Linked DNA regions of Rattus norvegicus: regions 2 and 3 are each linked to region 1. Evidence: chromatin contacts called from public Hi-C data. All regions are on one chromosome and are shown on one strand. Each heading gives the region's core, a stretch centred on a gene start, on an enhancer-like site or on the middle of the called end of the contact. The rest is flanking DNA. Distances are from core to core; before and after follow the strand shown. Region 1 overlaps Rad51b (RAD51 paralog B). Region 2 overlaps Rad51b (RAD51 paralog B). Region 3 overlaps Rad51b (RAD51 paralog B).

Evidence for each region. Hi-C and Micro-C count contacts between places; a contact is called where the count stands out from the background.
Region 2: a Hi-C map of liver shows a contact between it and region 1, with 4 times the contacts expected there. The contact joins two enhancer-like sites. A contact is called at or near these places in 3 of 12 Hi-C or Micro-C datasets (kidney and liver).
Region 3: a contact with region 1 is called in a Hi-C map of liver, with 5 times the contacts expected there. The contact joins two enhancer-like sites. A contact is called at or near these places in 3 of 12 Hi-C or Micro-C datasets (hepatocytes and liver).

Annotation. Positions count from the first base shown.
Region 1 is chr6:103,897,737-103,900,436 of GRCr8, forward strand. The region is part of intron 7 of Rad51b (RAD51 paralog B); the gene reads left to right. Among named protein-coding and RNA genes, the nearest start is that of Rad51b, 70 kb to the left of the region's middle. Within about 2 kb of position 1,450, at least 9 of the 93 cell types and tissues checked have an H3K27ac peak or open chromatin away from gene starts, as enhancers often do. A contact at or near this core is called in hepatocytes and liver, where this site is marked.
Region 2 is chr6:104,089,395-104,092,094 of GRCr8, forward strand. All of the region lies in intron 7 of Rad51b (RAD51 paralog B), which reads left to right. Among named protein-coding and RNA genes, the nearest start is that of Rad51b, 260 kb to the left of the region's middle. Within about 2 kb of position 1,412, at least 13 of the 93 cell types and tissues checked have an H3K27ac peak or open chromatin away from gene starts, as enhancers often do. A contact at or near this core is called in liver, where this site is marked.
Region 3 is chr6:104,117,173-104,119,872 of GRCr8, forward strand. The region is part of intron 7 of Rad51b (RAD51 paralog B); the gene reads left to right. Among named protein-coding and RNA genes, the nearest start is that of Rad51b, 290 kb to the left of the region's middle. Within about 2 kb of position 1,314, at least 26 of the 93 cell types and tissues checked have an H3K27ac peak or open chromatin away from gene starts, as enhancers often do. A contact at or near this core is called in hepatocytes and liver, where this site is marked.

The sequences.
Region 1 (2,700 bases), core at 200-2,699:
ATGGGGGTCTGCTAGAATGGGGCAGGTGAGAGAGGCATTTAGAATGTTGCTGCTCTGAGGAAGATTGCATAAGGACAGTGTTGCTTCCTTGTCAGCCTGGTTTTCTTTAATTTTCACATTTCTCCTATAATGTAATGGCAGATATAAGCTGGGGAGGCAGGATAAAGCTTCAAGTGGACTTGCCCTTGAGTGAAAGAGGGCGGGCAAGTGTTGTTTTCTGTGCTGTCCATCATTTGGGTGTAAAACTGTTTGGATCTTTACTTTCTATAGAAGGGCTGTTTGCCTTTTTTCTTTCAATGCACTAAAGGGAAGAAAATCTAATAAAGTAACTGAATCTACTGGTTATCATTCCTGCAGAATTTTCAAGTGTGTTTAATAGTGGTCTCTCATATAACTATAAAGAAATAAATAATTGGAGAGGAAAGGTCAAAATTGTGTTGTAGTTTGAGAACCAGAAGAGTCTGGGGATGTTTGAGTGATTGGGTAAATTGCTCAGCTGGGAGCTGTTTCTTTTTGCTGCCTTTTGGGCCTTTCCTTTGGGACACTCCCCCCACCCCCTTACTTTTGTAATGCATTTTGCAACCTTCAGTTAGAAAATAGCCATCAGAATTTAACCGCTAGTAAATAAACACATTCTAGTTCTATGATGGGAATCACTAAGTAGCAGAGAACGGTCTGGCTTCATTTGAAGAGAAAGATTCATGGTAGTCATGGTAGTAACTCCGAGAGTTGACACCAGAATCATGTTTGTTTGGCGTGTTAATGAGTCTAAGAGGAAATGGTGAAATCTGCTGATGACACCAAATTGTTTTGCTTGATCCTAACATGAGGTTTCTGGGAAGCTGCTTTGTAGTATTAGAAATAGTGGAAGGATTGGGCAATTTGGGGCAGACATGCTGAACTCGAAGTGATGGTTTTTGTGGAGCAGCCAGGGTACACCAATGAAGTTGCAGAGCCTTGCCCTCTTGAGGGAACTGCTCTCTCCAGAATGTGAAGACTGGGACAAAGAACATTCTGGTTAGAAGCAACAGTGATGTAAAAATATGGCATTTGAGTGTCTTTTGGACACTCAGGTCAGTCGTAGTATATAGGAGTGGGTGTTATTTCCCTTCAAAACAACCATGGGATATTGTGTGCTTACTTTCTACACATGCTTGCTTTTTTGATGGGCAGGTCTAGCCCTTCCTATAACCTTTTAAGTATTTCCTGTGGTTTGTAGATTATTCTTCATTTTTAAATAGCCGGCTGTCTTTTAGAATCTCAGTGACAGACTTAAAATGTAAACGAGATATAAAGTAGTACAGGGAATCGATTGCCTCCAGGACTAATTCTCAAGGAAATGCCATGAGATATTGCAAGGATGTTTGTACAGCAGTAGTAGAATAAGTTCTTCACTGATACAGCTCACAAATGTGACTCATTGGGCTGTGTACATTACAAAGGCCTGTTAACACACCCACCCTGTGATAGGCTATTGATTCATGGGACTGAAACCAGTGCATTGTACGAGCCAAGAACACATTACCACTGAGCCTTAACCCTGGCTCCACACGTCACACCTCTTTCACACTCCCCTTCTCCCTTTTCAAGCATTATTAGAAGAATCGGGACATTGTATACTACTTAGAGGGTCTCAGTACACTGGTGCCTAGAAACGAAAAAGGTTCTGGGAGTTGAAAACATAAGACAGCACTGTCACAGGCACTGTGGGCTGGCAGGCTGTAGGTATCCTCACATTAGGAAAGGATTTGTGTGGTCGTAAACAACTGAATGAAACACAGGAACAGGAGTCAAGAGGGCTGAGGGGGAGGAGAGCTTTCAGGCTCTGTGGTGGTGCCTTTGTTTTATCTAAGCAGGGAGAAGATGGGGCTGGCTCTACCTCCTGGAGTTGGAATCCCTGGAGTAATTTTGGAAAACCACTACAGAGAGTCAGGTATCTAGAGGGCCAGAAAAGGACTTGTATACAGAACAGGAAGACTTCATTCCTTCCATACTCTTCTGAGATTATTATAAAAAAATTAAAGTTTTCCATTTACCAATTGTATACGTTCCTGTTTCAAAAGCCATAAAGTCCTTTAAATGTTTTAATTTTGTGACACCCTTGTATTTTCACAGTTCTCGGTCTTTAAACACTTCAAATTGAAAAATCAGGAGAACCTTTACCCAAAAGTAGAGGAATTCTTTTGTGAGTAATATCCTGACTAAATAGCCCAAGCCAACCCACCCTCCCCAACACACCCTCCCCTTCCCCCCAACCTCCATGGGTCTAAATGCAAGGCCTCAGACTAGTTCTATCAGATTCATTGGAGGCCACTTGTTAAAAACAAAGATCTCATATTCTAGGGCTGGTGATGTAGCTCAGTGGTAGAGCTCTTGCCTAGCATGTACTAGGTCAGTGTAGAGCTCTTGCCTAGCATGTACTAGGTCAGTGTAGAGCTCTTGCCTAGCATGTACTAGGTCGGTGTAGAGCTCTTGCCTAGCATGTACTAACTAGGTCAGTGTAGAGCTCTTGCCTAGCATGTACTAGGTCAGTGGTAGAGCTCTTGCCTAGCATGTACTAGGTCAGTGTAGAGCTCTTGCCTAGCATGTACTAACTAGGTCAGTGTAGAGCTCTTGCCTAGCGTGTACTAACTAGGTCAGTGTAGAGCTCTTGCCTAGCATGTACTAGGTCAGTGTTCCATCTCAGTATTGCAAAAACTG
Region 2 (2,700 bases), core at 162-2,661, 190 kb after region 1:
TATTCCACCAGGAGAATAAAAGGTACTTTTACCCAACCTTCTTGTTTAGTGACATGAAAATAGTTGAAACCCTTTGCCTCCTTGATTCTTGAGTTGAGCAGATATATCTGAATGAAACCTAGGAGGACTATCTATAGTCATCCCACAGCTAGTTTTCCAATAAATAGTTGAAATGATACCACAGATGGGTTCACATAAGAACATTTCCACAGTCCAGTAACTCAAAGTTATTGTTGGAGTTTGATTTGAGGATTAGCATTTTCTATTTCTGCCAGTTTTATACAAATAATTTCTTAGTGCTACATTCTAAATCCTCATGGCTGCTCCTGTTTAGAATTATTAATGTATTCCGTTTGGCTCCTTCTTGTCCCTGTTGGGCCCTATCCTGAGCAACTAACATTCTCTCAGCTTTTGACCAGTAATTCTGACTTCCCTTGCTATTTCACATGGCTGAGTCTCCTCCCACTTCTCCCCCACCCCATACTCTAAGCCGTCCGCCCCCGCCCCCATGGTGTGGCCTCACTGAGTCACCTGACTGCACTGCTTAATTCCAGAATGCTCCTTGTTTTTCTGTTTATTCTGGTTTTTTCTTTGGCCTCTCATCGCTCCTCAGTATTAAATTCCCTTCCTGTCTATTATTCCTTCCTTCTTCTGTTTCTCAGCCCCTAGTTACTGGCTCCTTATCCTTAGACTTCCCAGCTTCTTAGCTCATGTCCTCATCTACTAAGGGATCTGATGTCCACCCACGTAGCGTGTGTTAGAAGGCCCGTGTGTTTGGAGAGACCATCTATTCACTCCTAATAGAATCCAGTTTGCAGTTTCCTTAGAAACAGGGCAGCTGCTGATCTTCAGATTACCCACGCTTCTCATACACACCCCTTTGTTGCATTAGGAGGAGCAACATTTATCTGTAAAACATGTCAGAAAAGTACCTTAATAAACGGTGTAAGTTAAAATAGCACTATTTATTATTGACAGGCACTTACTATTTTCTTTGAGAAAAAAAAAGGCCTTGAAGAGCTGACATTTTTTTTAAAGTTTTTTTTTTAATTTAATTTATTTTACTTATTCACTTTACATCCCTCTCACTGCCCCACTCCGGGTCACCCTCCCTCTACCCCCAACGCACAATTCCTTTTTCCTCTGAGCAGGTGCCTCCCTTGGGTATCCCTCCAACCCTAGCACTTCAAGTCTCTGTGAGGCTAGGCACTTTCTCCCCACTGAAGTCGGACAAGGTAGAGAAGAACATATCCCACATACAGGCAACAGCCTTTGGGACCCCCCCACACACCTGCCCAATTCCAATTTTCGGGACCCACCTGACGTTCAAGCTGCTACATGTGTGTGGGAGGCCTAGGTCAAACCTGCGCATGCTCTTTGGGTGGTGGTTGCGAGAAGAGGTGGCATTTCTTAATCTCTGATTCACACACACTTTCCTGGCGCTGTCAGAAGTCAGCCCTTAGTCCAGCATTTCAGTGCAGCTTTTACGGGGCACAGATATGAGAGTCACCTGACAACAAGTGACTCGTTTAGGATTTCAGCAAGCTAATTGCAAAGGCCTTGAGTTTCTGCCTCTTGATCCCTGCCGCATGAATACAAAAGCATGTATTACGTATTGCTTATTTCTATGAATGCCCCGGGGCATTTCCTTTGCTTTAATGAAATTGTGAAAATTATTGCCCAGTCAAGGAATTGTTAAATAGAAAACAAATAAAGTAGGCCTGAGGTACCTAGTTTATTACTGTTTTTCCATCTGACCAGTGATGGCAATTGTTGGTTCCTGGGCTTCTTGGACCTTGAACACTATACTCATGTTAGTCTACACAGTGAAGTTCCTTGAAGTCCTTGAAAAACCACAAAAACAAAATTTAAAAGTACAAAATGTTATTATTGATTAACTCACACTGACCCTTGTTTGTTTACAAAGTTCCAGGACTCTATGGGGCAGGGAATTCCCGGTGGTGAGTTTGTAAGCTTCCTGTGGGAACCAGCCTGTCTTGGCCACACACTTTAGATTTCTGACACTGTCTTTCTGTTGGGTTGAGGAGGGGCAGCAGTGTGTGGAAATGCTCTTGGTACTGCCAGCAGGCTGCTTGGGAATGAAAAGTGCATTCCAGTAGTATGTTAGGGGGAGGTTAGCTGGTCAGGAAATATAACCCTTACCAAAGGTAATGGTTCCCACTAGCATTTTCACTAACGAGTACCAGATGTGAGTAGTTAATTATTCTCAGAGCTGATAAGTACCTGTCAGCCAAGGCTAATTTTATTTTCAATAAACAGTGACCAAAGGTCCTAGCTGTTCATGTGATAGGATAGGGCCTGTTTGCACTTATCTATTAATAAATGCACAACACTCCTTCTCCTCTCGTTCTCCCTTCCCAGGGCCAGATAAAACACTTCAGACACTCAGAGTATTTGTCTCAGTAAATCAGACAAAGTAGACAAATCTGGTGATTAACTTGGTAAACAGAGAGTGGCTAAGTGTTACCTTTGGAGTTTAAGCCAATGCCAAATAAATAATATTAATCACATGGCATTTTCAATAACCTTTATGAAGTAAGACAGAGAGGATTTTCCACCCTTTTTTTTAACCACCAGATAAGTGTATCTCTTAAGTGTTTTCAGATGTCATTTTGTAGGGAGATTGTGAAAATCACTTTAAAATGAGATTTAGTCTTATGTACCATGAATAACCCATTG
Region 3 (2,700 bases), core at 64-2,563, 220 kb after region 1:
AGAAAAGAAACAAACAAAAATCACCAAGCCGTTTCATTCCAAACAGTTGCTTTGAATGGGTCTTTACCTGCCCTGTCTCTCTCTCCCCAATCTGTTTTATAGATACACTTTTGTAAGAATTAAAAGCAAAATACTTTTTGTCTTTAATCAAAGAAGGCTATAATTAGGAATTTAGAGAGGAACATTTTATGAATAAATATCAGAGGAGAGTTTTTACTCAGATAACTTAGGGGCAGCTTATATTTTCACATTTATATGTTTTCAGCTTCATAACAAAAATCATGTTCAGTTCCTTTTTTGGTACTCAGAATGTTTCTAAACTTTAAATTCATGCCTACCGTTCTTGTTTTTTGTTTTGTTTCGTTTTTTGTTGTTGTTGTTGTTGTTGTTGTTGTTTTGGGTTCTTTTTGGGTTCTTTTTTTTTTTTTGTTTTCATTTCTTTGGTTTTGATTTTGGTTTTCAAAACAGTGTTTCTTTGTGTAGCCCTGGCTGTCCTGGGATTAGCTTTGTAGACCAGGCTGGCCTTGAACTCACTGTGGCCCTCCTGCTTCTGCCTTGTTAATGCTGGGATTAAAGGCTTGTTTCCCCACTTCCTGGCTTGGGGCTTACTTTGTTGTGGTTTTCATTCTTGTGGACTTTCACTCAGTAATCCCAGATGGATCTTCCATTCCATCCAGACAGGCTCCATGTGGTCACCTGAACACAACGTGCTTGTACCTGCGTTGCCTGGTTGTATAATGCTGTTCCCTCAGCCTTCCCTTCTTCCCTCGTGTCCCTCAAGACAACATTCCAGTGCTACTTCCGCCATCCCCTGGCCTCATGCTTGGGTGTCAGTGCTGTTCTGTGTTTGACCTGCTATGGAAGTAGTCCATACTGCCTCATATTTTAACCTTTTGTTGTTGTTGTTCAAGTTTCCTCAGCAAAAGGGGCATCCACACAGAGGACCAAGGCCATATTTTCTAAGCAACATCAAAATGGTTGATTTGGCTCAAAACTATATTATTTCTCTTGTTTCCTCATCAGTAGATGGGCAACATTCATCTTTGGTTTCTCAGAAGTACTCTGAGGAAGGACTGAAAGACTGACAGTGAACTCGGAATTCTCTTAAAAGTAGTTAATAGAAGAAGAAATAATAGAAGCTAAAAGAAGAAATTCCAGAAGGATTACCATAAGTGTTCAGTGACAGCTGTATGACACAGCAACCTGACTTTTCTACAGTATCTAAAAGTTAAAATGGACAGTCAAGCGCAGTCAGAGGTGATAGGCTTACCCTTTGCCTGCAGTCTGTTTAAGCAAGCCAAGATGAAGCAACAGTGCTGGGAAACGAGCTGCTCTGAGTAACGTATTTGTTTAGGCTGCTTCTTAACCTCTGCTTCCTCTCCACAGTATCCACCTTTTCAATGCTCTCTTGTATAGGAGAGCATGTTAGCTGTTCGAATAATAGAGATCACTCCCACTGTGCCAGCACTAGTCGGTCCCAGTCTGATCACACACACTGGCCTGTTTACCAGCTGGAGCTCAAGGGAAAATAGCAGTGGGACATTAAACAAACAAGCCAGCTAAGAGGGCTGTCCAGGCCCAAGAAACAGAGTTTCTGGATTTGTTTAAAGAATTAAGCTCATGCACTGCACTTTCTCCCTTTGCAGCACAGATAGAAATCTTTGCTGGAGGAACACTTCAGCATCCCAGCTGCGAGTATAACTTACAATGGAAAATGGGTTTTTTCAGTTTGGAAAGAGGCAATTGTGCTTCTGTAATGAAAGACAAGGATGGAGAAAATGTGTTCAGGGTTGACATGGCGTGATGAAGAGAGCAAAGTCTAGTGTTACTGTTAGTCCTTGGACATCTCTGTTTGCACCTTACTGTTGGATTGATCAAGTCCACAGTGTCCACCGTGCTGAGGACTGTTCAACATTATGGACATTACCGTAATCGGAGAAGACATGGTTACTGCCCTTGAGGGAGTGAACATTGAATAGGCAACTGATAGAGATTAGGATCAACAACAGAATTATGTAAGTCAGGTGTAATCAAAGAGCCCCAAACAAACTACAGAGCAGAAGGTAAGGAATGCATTACCGTGGACTCGGCTGCTACGTAGCTGTAAGTTTCTTGGATATCCTCCACGTATTATATCCTTTCTCTTAAGCAAGATTGTATGTGCCCTTTACCAAGGACAGTGTTTACGATCGTGAACTTAGGACTTTGAGTCTCTTGCAAAACTGTAAGAAGAGTGCGAATGGGAGCCAGCAGTGTGACAAAGATGATTTTAGAGGAGAAGTACTTCACAGCAAAGGAGGCACAATGCTTGGTCGTAATAGAGATGATACCCTTTTTCAGCTTTGTAAAATGTGACTTTTGGTTACAACTTCAAAGGGGAAAAAAACCTACTCTAATTTGATTACTTTCCTTAATTTAAAAAATATAGAACACTTCATTTCCCTCTCAGTCTCAGTATGTTTTCATTTTAATTTGCCCCACTTATTAGTTTATTCAGCACATAATTATTTTTGGCAGGCTTATATCCCATGTGCCCTGTGGGTATAGGTTGGGGTCCTGGGCAAAGCTGGAAAGACTAAGGGGTAAAGTGAGCACCTACCATTTTAACTTGTTAAGATATGTGTGTGTGTTTTCTGCAGTTAATTTTGTAGAAACCTCTAATTTTAGCTAGAGTTACTGTGTCCTCATCATTACTGGTTT